2 separate regions of the Mus musculus genome follow, and region 2 is linked to region 1. The links are chromatin contacts, called in public HiChIP or PLAC-seq maps. All regions are on one chromosome and are shown on one strand. The core of a region is the stretch at or near the end of the contact, and the rest is flanking DNA. Distances in the headings are between cores, read along the strand shown.

Evidence for each region. HiChIP or PLAC-seq counts read pairs in DNA pulled down with a chosen protein or histone mark.
Region 2: a contact with region 1 is called in an H3K4me3 HiChIP or PLAC-seq map of fetal liver, with 4 times the contacts expected there. The contact joins two enhancer-like sites. A contact is called at or near these places in 9 of 39 promoter capture datasets (the 3T3-L1 cell line, the C10 cell line, cranial neural crest and 6 more), 2 of 484 Hi-C or Micro-C datasets (the G1E-ER4 cell line and erythroblasts), 4 of 115 datasets of contacts at active chromatin or transcription factors (T-cell acute lymphoblastic leukemia, embryonic stem cells, fetal liver and 1 more) and 2 of 9 other capture datasets (adipose tissue and embryonic stem cells).

What each region holds. Positions count from the first base shown.
Region 1 is chr3:153,687,458-153,692,901 of GRCm38.p6, reverse strand. The region is part of intron 1 of St6galnac3 (ST6 (alpha-N-acetyl-neuraminyl-2,3-beta-galactosyl-1,3)-N-acetylgalactosaminide alpha-2,6-sialyltransferase 3); the gene reads left to right. Among named protein-coding and RNA genes, the nearest start is that of St6galnac3, 35 kb to the left of the region's middle. Within about 2 kb of position 2,706, at least 61 of the 459 cell types and tissues checked have an H3K27ac peak or open chromatin away from gene starts, as enhancers often do. A contact at or near this core is called in the G1E-ER4 cell line, erythroblasts and fetal liver, where this site is marked.
Region 2 is chr3:153,828,876-153,834,948 of GRCm38.p6, reverse strand. It overlaps the pseudogene Gm25757. Among named protein-coding and RNA genes, the nearest start is that of Asb17, 12 kb to the left of the region's middle. Within about 2 kb of position 3,423, at least 34 of the 459 cell types and tissues checked have an H3K27ac peak or open chromatin away from gene starts, as enhancers often do. A contact at or near this core is called in the G1E-ER4 cell line, erythroblasts and fetal liver, where this site is marked.

The sequences.
Region 1 (5,444 bases), core at 1,457-3,956:
GAAAACAACAGCAACAGCAACAGCAGCCACAACAAAACACACAGGCTCCTGGCGGCTTATTCCTGAACTGGGATGGCTTCAAGGGTCAGGAAGGGAATTTTCTCGATGGTCTGCAGCAGGAGCAAACATGTCTTAAGTCTGAATGAATGCAGCCAGTTTCCTGTCTAACTTCCTTCCCGACTAACCACTAGGAATAATAATAATTGGAGCTGTTGCTAATTAAGAACTCAGAGGCACACTGTGGTCAGACCCAGGGCTGCTTCTGCCGCAGCAGTCAGGCACCAGTGAGGTCTCTCCCCGGGCTCACGTTTCCTCCTACCTCGTCGAGGCATGGCATGGCTCAGAAGTGTAGGAAACTTGCTCCATTTGTAAGGTTAGAAGGCTTAGCGTGGACCAGACTGATCCCCAGACCTGACTGCCTAGAGAGTCCTGTCCAGTCTTTCCAACCAATGTCCACTCTAGAAAGCCCTGTCTAATGTTAGCCACTGTCCACTCTCTGGAGAGCCCTGTCCAGCGTTCCCAACCACTGCTCTCTGGAGAGCCGTGACTCGTGTCTGCTCTCTAGAGACACATGGTTGCTTTTTTTTTTTTTCCCTTGGAAAAATTTTGCTTTTGGTTATCTTTGTTATTCTTTAATTAGTAATCTAATTAGTTTAGTGTGAAGATGTTTGTGTGCTTCTTAGGGGTCAGAGGACAAACTTGTGGGAGTCAGCTCTCTCCTGCCACCATGCCGGTCTCAGAGATCAAACTCAGGTCATCAGGCCTGGTGGCAAGTGTCTCTACCCCTTGAGTCACCTCACTGACTTTTCCTTGTTATTGTTTATATACAGTGGCCAGCATAATGCACAACTTATATGACATAGTTTTATGTGGCGCTTGTAGGGATTTGCGGGCCCTTTGAAGCCCCACTGAGGCCAACCAGGTGGGATCCTAGCTCTGTGTTGTCAAGTTTGTGGGGTTTCACAGACCGTTTGAAGCTCCTCTGAGGTCCACCAGTTGGGATCGTGTTTCTGGGATGTAACCCCTTTCTGGGTTAATTGTATCCTGATGTATATCAAGGCTTCCCCATTGTAATTGGAGGTAGAAACTGACCTTGTGCTGCGACAGCTGAGCTCAGCTGAGGTTGGCCTGCTGATGGCTGCTGCCTTGTAAGACAGATAAGAGAGAAGCAAGTGACTCTGTAGGGTTGCTCAAGATAAAAAACATGTCTGTGCCAAAAGCACTGCCTTTGTGCTGGTGGTTTCCTGACGTTTGGTGGGAAGGGGGAAGGGGAGGGTCTAAAATGCTTTATGACAAATTTAAATCCCTCAGTTGAAACAAACTAGAATGAAGGGAAGGGATCCCTCTGTGATGGATAAGCTCAGTTCATTAGATACTTGCACACGTCCCTGTCATCTTGGAAAAGGCAATACAAGCACAGTGAGTTGTGTGTGTGCACGAGTGTGTATGTGTGTGCACATATATGTATGAATATATGTGTGTGGTATGTGTGTTTGAGTATATATGTATGTTGTATGAGTACAGGTATATGCGTATAGTGTATATGTGCACATATGTTTATATGTGTGTGTATACATACGTATATATATACACACATATGTATATATACACATATATATGTGTGCATGATTATATTTGTACATATGTGTATATATATGTGTGTGTGGGATGGTGTGTGCATTTGTATGTGTTGTATGAATGTATATTCATGGGTATATATGTCTGTGTAATGTATGTATATATGTTTGTACATATATGTATATGGTGTGTATATATGTATTGTGTGAGTGTATGTGAGTATATATGCATATATGTATATACAGATGGTGCATGTGTGTGTGTGTGCATGGATGTGTGTTTGTCTGAATTCAATGAAAATTTTGCATCTGAAATCCAAGAGCATTCCCTCTGGAACACCTTGCTTGAATCAGCCTGGCAGCTAATCAGAAAGCTACCAGGCTAGGCCTCTGCTTTCATATTATTTAATTAGATGAGTTATAGTTTCTCTGACAGATCTGGTGCAGCCTTTGTGTTCCTGGGAGGAGCGGTGTATAACTTGTGGTCCCAGAGAACAGTGCACCCTGGCTTCACTTGCAGCTTAGCAGCTCTGGCTTCCATCAACATAAACAGGAGTTGCTGATGGCAGAAGAGGAGGCCCCTTTGGTGTGTGCTGATGCTCCTTCTAGTCACAGTAAGGAGGAGGAGCCCCCTGCTCCCTCCCTGTGCTCAGGAGTAACTGGAGACTTCTTCAAGTAGAAGGGCATCATGTTTCCTTGAAGAAAACCAAAGCCTGCAGTAAACTGAGCTGAGAAGGGCTAGGACCTTGCTGCTGAGCTGAGAAGGGCGAGGACCTTGCTGCTGGTTATAAAGAGCTATGGCAGAAGCAGCTGAAGGGATTCATCGTCCCCAGAGCTGCTGGACATTACTCTAGAATGTATGGAGCACATACAGAACTTACAGAACATTTCTGAGTATAGAGAAATAGCCAAGTTCTGTTTTCCCAGAATCTCTTATGTCCCCTGTCCATTTGGCTGTGTCCTTATCCACTCTGTCGTATCTTGAGGTGCTTCCTCTGACCTAGTGGGTCAGTTCTCAGGCCAACCTGACTTGCTTGCTCCCAGCACCCTCTGCCTGCTAGGGTACTGTGCAGAGCCAGGGCTTGCAGGCATACTTGCAGAGGGGCCATCCCTCGTGAGTCACGTAGGAGCTGCTGGAGAAAGCAGATAAGTGGCAGCTACTCTGTGAGTTGGGTTGTGGAGTCGGAATGCGCAGGGGAGGGCTGAGGAGTTGATCTTTCCAGCATAGGTTTAGGAAGGGATCGTGTTGACTGCACTTCTACTATTTCCCCTGCTAACAAATTATTAAGGTAAATTTCCACTGGGGGAAATGGACAGTAACTGAGCATGTCCCACATCACACGTTCTTTTTGAAAGTTCTGCGGAAGTCTGGGCAGTGAGCCGAGAACGTTCATGCACATTTAATTTGTTCCCCTGTCGGTTGGAGGTCTGGGTGGAACCTCTCTGGATTGACCACGCCTCACTCTCTGTTTTTTTTTTTTTTTTTTTTTCTGCCTTCTAGGAGGTTAATCTAATTCCTTTTCATTTTCTCCATTTCTCTTTTATATGCTTCGTGTCCCTCTGCTCCCTGGAATGGTGTCCTCAGAAAAGAGAGAGATTATTCATTCTGTCTTATGCACCTTAGTATGAAGGACACTGTGAAACGTAGCTGTTGATACTCCCTGGGGAGTTATTGCTGTCTGTGAACGAGAAGACCTGGCCTTCTCTGCATGGAGGCAGAAACCAGCACTCACATGAACGTCAGCATGGAGCCCTGTGTGCCGCTTCATTGTGCATCACTGTGAGCCTGAGCACAGAACAGCGGATGCAGAAGCACCATAAGTACCACTGTCCTGGGAGAGATGGGGTCTTGCGGATTCAGCTTGCTACTTACTCATGCTCTCTGGCTTTGGGGGTGCCAGCTCACTGGGCTTTTTAAAATGAGAAAGCTGTGTTAGATGGTCTTTAGTTGCTGTGTACAATTGAGAGTCCAAGGGTCAAGTTGAGCCCTATGGAAACAGGCTGTGTAGACAGAAGATAGATACCTAGCAGTGGGTGACCTTAGAGTACCAAGGCTGCCCCAGAAAGGTCTTTCAGAGCCTAGCAGACAAAGAAAAATTAAAGGTTGTATACATTTAGAGTGGATGCTAGACTTTTCCCACTGGAGATTGTATGCCTTGTCTGGGGCTATACTGTGATGAGAAATATTCAAAGTTTGTGTGGGTGAACCCAAGCCACAGGTAGAGGTGAATTATCTTATCCATGAGGAGTAAAGATGCCTGTTCAACTCTAGGCAGGTATGGAGGAGAAGATACCAGTGTTCTTAGGCCTGGCCAGCCAGTTTTCAGACCAACAGAGAGGATCAGTCTCTGGGGGGCACTGATCGAGTGTAGGGAAATGGTGAAACACTGCCCAGGGTCCTGATGAACCAGGGAGGCAATCCTAGATCAGTGGTTCTCAACCTGTGGTGGCTTGAGCAGTCTTGTCACAGGGGTCACTAAGACCACCTGTATATCAGATATTTACATTACGATTCATAACAGTAGCAAAATTACAGCTGTGAAGTGGCAACAGAACTAATTGTGTGGTTGGGGGGTCAGCACAACACTAGGAACTGTTAAAGGGTCACAGCATTAGGAAGGCTGAGAAGCACTGTCCTAGGCTGGGCTGTCTGTGAGGTTTTCAGTTCTCACTATGCATTGCCACCTGGGTTTTTGACTTAACATTTATTAGTAAGTCTAAATTTTACTCACACTTGCTTTTTGAATGACGTGTGTGCGTGTGTATGTGTGTGCGTGTGTCTGTGTGTGTCTGTGTGTCTGTGTATAAATGGGAGAGCACTGACATTCCGTGTCTAGATTACTTGAGGTGTAGCAAGCATGGACTGCAAACTTGAGCAGTCCTGTTGGAGGAGGTGAACGTAGCCTCACCCAAAGTACTGCTCGTGCCTCACTGACTTATGCTTCTGTTGAATATGGCGCTTGGGGCGATCTTGCCAGTCTCATTACATCTTCAGGGCCAGGGCACATAGAGATTCCAGATGACACTATTATGAGGCCTTATTTGCTAACCAGAACTCTGTGGTAGAACAAAAATAATGAGCTATTTCCAAGATTCTTGGAGAAAATGAAGGGCCCAGACTATGACCTGGATGGTTTTGATTCTGACCTGAGATGATGCGGTGACCTCATCGAGTGACCCCTTTGGCCAGGGGTGATCTGACTTCAGTTCCTGGCTTTCGTCTGTGGCCACTTGTAATTCAGTGACAGCTCTCTTGATCACCATTGTTGTGGTGATTTCTGAGGGACATTCTGAGACAAGAAACTCCCTTGTTTGTGGATGTTAGCTTTGGAAATGACAAGAAAGCCTCTGTTGCAAAACAGTACACACTGTCTAACGCGAGGTGGGTGGAAAGTAAAATACTGCCCTGAAGGAGGATACACTGTCTAACGCGAGGTGGGTGGAAAGTAAAAATACTGCCCTGAAGGAGGATACACTGTCTAACGTGAGGTGGGTGGAAAGTAAAATACTGCCCTGAAGGAGGATACACTGTCTAACGCGAGGTGGGTGGAAAGTAAAATACTGCCCTGAAGGAGGATACACTGTCTAACGTGAGGTGGGTGGAAAGTAAAATACTGCCCTGAAGGAGGATACACTGTCTAACGTGAGGTGGGTGGAAAGTAAAATACTGCCCTGAAGGAGGATACACTGTCTAACGTGAGGTGGGTGGAAAGTAAAAATACTGCCCTGAAGGAGGATACACTGTCTAACGTGAGGTGGGTGGAAAGTAAAAATACTGCCCTGAAGGAGGATACACTGTCTAACGTGAGGTGGGTGGAAAGTAAAATACTGCCCTGAAGGAGGATACACTGTCTAACGTGAGGTGGG
Region 2 (6,073 bases), core at 2,174-4,673, 140 kb before region 1:
GAGAATTGTACTTAACAAATTACTCAATAAATACCTAATTGCCTCGTTTAATTTTTTTTAATTGTGTGTGTATATATGTGTGTCTGTAAATGGGTGTGGCCACTCCAGTGCAGGTCAGTGGTATCAGATCCACCTTGATGTAGGAACTAGGAACCAAATTCGGGTCCTTGGCAAGAACAGTCTGAGCCCTTAACCACTGAGCTGTGTCACTGATCCCCACTGCCTCTTAGACTTTAGCACTCTGTTGTATTAATTGGAGTTCTTCAGCTAATGGAGCCAATATATATGCAACACACACACATACAAACACACATACATATAGATGTTGTAGGCTCAAAACCATCCCCACTTTGTAGATGAAGAAAATGATTTCAGGGCTTCCCCAGTAAACACCACCCGTGGATGGCAGGGGACCTTCTCCAAGCTTGGTCTGCCTGACCAAATTACTTTTTTTCTTTTTAATTCACAACCTTGGCTTTTTTGTTTGTTTATTTGGTGAGAATGAAATGTCAGACATGAATATCAAAGTATGTGCAGAATATAGACTCATCATATCTAGCATTTTTGGAGGAATTGACATTAAATGTATTATTAGGGATGGAGAGATGGTTCAGCTATACCGTATGAATCTGGGTCCCCAGCACTCAGTTGAAATCGGGCTGTGGTGGTGCATCTGCAAACCCAGTGCTGGGAAATGGAGACAGGGGGATAGCCAGGACTTGCTCTGGCTGAATTCCTGTCCTGAAGGTTCAGGGAAAGAACCTGTCTCAAATAATAAGATGCAGAGTGATTAAGAGAGACACCTGACTCTGACTTCTGGCCGGCACGCACTAGTGTACCTTCAAACACAAGCACACACAAAATAGGACAAGACAAAATTACTATTAGCTTATTAATATAAGCCTTTGTCTTAGAAATCTCAGTACTGAAGATGCCTTAGAAATCTCAGTAGTGTAGATGCCAAGGTAGACTTGAAAGGAAACTATATTTGACCAACATTAATCTTTACTCTTTCCCTTGGCTTCTCAGCATAATGATAAAAAAGTGTAAGTTACCAGACAAGAGATTTCTCCAATATATCCTCTTGCAAAGATAATGTTACCTTTGGCACAGATAACGCTTTATTCTTGCTGATGTCGTTAGAAAATGACAAGGTCGGCCGAAATGAGAAATAGACAGGGTCTCTGTCTCTCTAGTTTTTAATAAGCATTGTCAAAAGAAATAATAATCAGATTTGAGCTTGTTTGTCCTTGAAACACCTTTAAAAGTGCTTCCCTGAAAAGCTGAGGGAGACCAGAAGCAGTCAGGAAAGACAGGCAATCTCGGTGCATTTCCTTGTAGGTGATAGGAATAAGATGCTTCTTGGCGACTCAGATGCCTGGATTGTTTTTCTTGGATGTTGGAAAATGGTAGTAAAGCAAGGCCTGGTGCGTTAATGAGCTGTGCGCTCTAATGTGTGCATGAAACACAGCTCTCTAGGCAGGCAGTGTCCTTCCGAGCTTTATCCCAAAGACTCCCCCAGACTCCTCTCTCAGGTAAGACTTGAGACTTTTCATGGAGAACTCTTTATGTATACAGAACCCTGCTCCTGCCATTGGGTTTTGCTGTGGCTTGGATGACTGTCCCAGAATACCCATGTGGTAAAGGCTTGGTCCCCAGCTTTCAGTGACACCAGAGGGCGGTGACCTTTGGGTGACTTTTGGTTCTAGTGAGGATAGTCATTGCGTGAGTGTTCCTTGCTTCCTTCTCTATGCAGCTGCCGTGGAGTGAGCATTTTTTTCTCTCTCTCATGGTGAATCCCGAAGGCAACAGGACCGAGGAACCAGAGGCTGAAACCATGAAGCAAAATAAATCTTTTCACTTTTTTTTTTAAAAAGATTTTTCAAACCTTTTATCGGTTCTTTGTGGACTTCACATCATACTCCCCAACCCCTCTCATCTCCCCTTTTACCTGCCTGTCACCCTTGCAACCTCCCTGCCATAGAGAAAAATAAAATCTTGTGGAAGCTGCGGTGTGCACTCTGTGTCCCACAGTGTTTGCTTGCAAACGCTCACTGCAGTGAGTCACTGGTCTGGATGGAGGCCTCTGGCTTCTGCTACACCATCAGTACTGGATCCTCACTGGGGCTCCTCTCAGACATCCCGCTGTTGCCCTTTGTCATGAAGATCCTGTAGTTTTGGATCTGTAGGACTCCAGCAATGGGGTAGATGTCGGGGTGGGCCAATTCAAAGGCCTGAATCCAGGCCTGAAAGTGTCAGAGATGGTCAGCCCACTGGCTCTCCCGCCCTCGTGCATGCCCTGGGGCCAGCTCACCTGCCTGCCCCAAAGGTGAGTGAGGGGAGGAGGGTGTCTCTCACTGTCTGTGTCACCACTGCCCAGCAGACCACAGGCAGAACCAACTCTCTTGTGCTCACATCCTTGGGGCCTGCTCATCTGCAAGCCCCGTATCAGGCTCAGCTCCACTACTGCCTCCTAGGTGAGATGCAGGGCCTGCTTTCCACATTGCTGCAGCAGTTGGGGGGGGGGGGGCAGGACTGTCCCTGCTACTCTCATGACCCCAGTACCAAGTCTCCCTCCTGCCATTCTAAGTGGCAGGGTTGAGGGTGAGGGACACTTCAGCATATCAGACAAGAGGCAGGTCAGCTCTCCCACGCTCACACCCTCCTGGTTGGCTCACCCATAACCCTCATATCTATGACCAGCTCCATTGTGCTGCCCAGATAAGGTGCAGGGCCTGCTCTTCCAAGTACTGCAGCAGGTAAAGGGAAAGGCCCTTCTCCTGCTCTCATGATTCTGTCAAGGTCAGCTTTCCTGCCTGCCGCAGAAGGGGGTGACCCCCCCCCTCCCCTGCCCCCTCTCTCATCCAAGCCACAGGGAGACTAGTGGTAGGGCCATTTCTCCCAAGCTTGCATCCTCAGGACCAGCTAACCTGCAACTCCCACAATGTGCAGGGCCGACTCTCCAGAGTGCTGTGGCTGGCTATGGGCAGAATCAGCTTTCCCACTCTTGTGCCTCTAAGACCAGCTCCTCTCAATGCCCAGGTGAAGGGTAGGACCAGTTCTGTACAGCCCTTTGGCAGTAACAGACCCCTGCTGCTGAAGGGCCACAGACCCAGATGTGACCACCTGGTGGCAGCACAGGCCACCATGGTCCAAGGTAGCAGCACTGGGTACTCACAGCAGGCTGTTCCTCACTACCTCTCTCTCCACTGTGCCCACTTCCTTCTGCTTCTCCTTCTCTTTCATTTCTCCACGACTCGCTTGCTCCTCTTAGTGGTGCCCGGGTGGCTCAGGGTCTGAGGTCGTCTCAGGAGAGGTCTCAGGAGTGCTATGCCCTGCTTGTGCAATATGGCACAGGGCAGGAGTCATCTTGGGCATGATCTGTCCCCACCCTCTAGGCCTGGAGGGCGACAGATTAGTGTTCATCTCAGGCCAGCTCCTCTACCGGCCCACCTGTGCGGCCATTTGTCTTGGGCTCACTCCTGCCTGGGGCCTGCTGTCCCAGGTTGGCTTCTTCCCGCCTTTGGCTTGCTTCCTGTCCTGGGAGCCTGTCCAGGCCTACCTGGCACTGTCTTGGTAGTCATCTCAACCTAGTTCCCTGTCCAGGCCCTGTGGTGACAGACTGGTGGTGGTCTCAGGCTCACTTTTTTTCAGGAAATGTTAGGCTACTAATCCTTCAGATGTCTGAAGGTCAGAACACTCAGCATAGACATAGCCTCTCTCCCCTCTGCCACCTACTGACATCCATGTGACACAGCAGCCACACCTGCAAGAGCAGGAACAGCTCGGCTTTTTAAGTTGCTCCATCCCAGGCATCTGTCACAGTAACTGTCTCACTTGTCTGATGGGTAGCTGACTGACATTTGTCGTCTCTCGTCCATCCTTCTCTAGGGCTCAAATCTTCTCTTCCCCTCAACTCTACACTGTGTATTCTTTTTTTTTTTTTTTTTTTTAAATTTTATTTATTTTATCATTATATGTAAGTACACTGTAGCTGTCTTCAGACACACCAGAAGAGGGAGTCAGATCTTGTTACGGATGGTTGTGAGCCACCATGTGGTTGCTGGGATTCGAACTCTGGACCTTCGGAAGAGCAGTCGGGTGCTCTTACCCACTGAGCCATCTCACCAGCCCTCTTTTTTTTTTTAAAGATTTATTTATTTATTATATGTAAGTACACTGTAGCTGTCTTCAGACACTCCAGAAGAGGGCGTCAGATCTTGTTACAGATGGTTGTGAGCTACCATGTGGTTGCTGGGATTTGAACTCCAGACCTTCGGAAGAGCAGTCGGGTGCTCTTACCCACTGAGCCATCTCACCAGCCCTACACTGTGTATTCTTAGCAAAGGTGCAATAAACAAGGCCCTTAAGATGTAGTGATGAGCCACAAGTCCCACCATGTGTTTTCTTTGATTGGTGGTTTAGTCCCAAGGAGCTCTGGGAGTACTGGTTAGTTCATATTGGTGTTCCTCCTATGGGGCTTCAAACCCCTTCACCTCCCTGGGTACTTTCTCTAGCTCTTTCATTGGAGACCCTGTGCTCAGTCCAATGGATGACTGTGAGCATCCACTTCTATATTCGCCAGGCACTGGCAGAGGACCTCAGGAGACAGCTCTATCACTCTCCTGTCAGCAGGCTCTTGTTGGCATCTGCCATAATGTCTGGGTTTGGTGGTTGTTTATGGGATGGATCCCCAAGTGGGGCAGTCTCTGGATGGTCGTTCCTTCAGTTTCTGCTCTGAACTTTGTCTCTGTAACTCCTTCCATGGGTATTTAGTTCCCCCTTCTAAGTAGGATTCTGAGCTTCTGGGCTAATATCCACTTATCAGTGAGTGCATATCATGTGTGTTCTTTTGTGATTGTGTTACCTCACTTAGGATGGCTCTAGCTGCATATGTAGCAGAGGATGGCCTAGTTGGTCATCGATGGGACGAGAAGCCCTAGGTCATGTGACGGTTCTATGCCCCAGTACAGGGGAATGCCAGGGCCAGGAATGGGAGTGGGTTGGTTGGGGAGCAGGGAGAAGGGAGAGGGGATAGGAGATTTTTGGAGGGGAAACTAGGAAAGGGGATAACATTTAAAATGTAAATAAAGAAAATACCTAATAAAACAAAAAGATGTAGTGATGAGTCAGTATTACTGTGACCTCTCTACTTTTATAAGACAGTACACAGTTCAGGGCAAAGAGCTTTTCTTTCTGCACCAGTGTGACTCAGGAGGAATTTGCCGCAGTTAGTGAGATGCTCTCTCCTCTCTCCTGACACCCAGGTCAGGATTGCTCATGTCTCATCTCTTCTCACACAGGCTCTCTGTTCCAGCCATGCTGGTGATGACACAAATCAGCCTCCCTTCATGCAGACTGGTGCATCACTGTCCTGTCTCTGTATAAGGTGCCAGGGCTAAGGTCCCTGCTGCAAATGTTTTCTACCATCTTCCTGGGCACCCCACGCCCTTCACTGAGCCTCGCTCATTCAATGGCCTACTTTTCCAGGATGCATAGTTTAGTCTAGCACAGGAGGCATCCTCCAAGAAAACACTTAAGGATCATGTGAGGAAATATTCCGCTAATGGCTCTTGGTGAGAGGACTTGTGGTAGATTCCCTAACATCTGCTAAGTTTATCTTCTTATAAGAAGCACAGGAAATACACAATACAGTGAAGAGAAGCCAATCAAACAATAGAGCTGTGGAGATGTATGGGCATGTTAGATCCATGCTCAGCTTCCTCACCTGAATGGAGTAATGATAGTATTACCTCATAGGGTTTATATGAGTTTCTGGTACCCAGAGGAGACAGGAGACACAGACATGCTCTTGGAACAGATTCTGAAACATGACTGCCGAGTACAGCTGGTAATCTAAAAGCAAACAGTCAACCAACAAACAATGAGGGAGATACATAAGAGGAGCATAAAGCATATTTTTGGGGAACTGCAAATATGATACTCAAATTAAAATATCCAGTGGCTGGGAAAAGAGGAGCTGAGTCTTGGTCAAGAGCTGCGCATTGATCTAAATTAAAACAACACTTATCAAGATCCAAAGTCAACATTGTAAGAAGTGGAAACCATGATG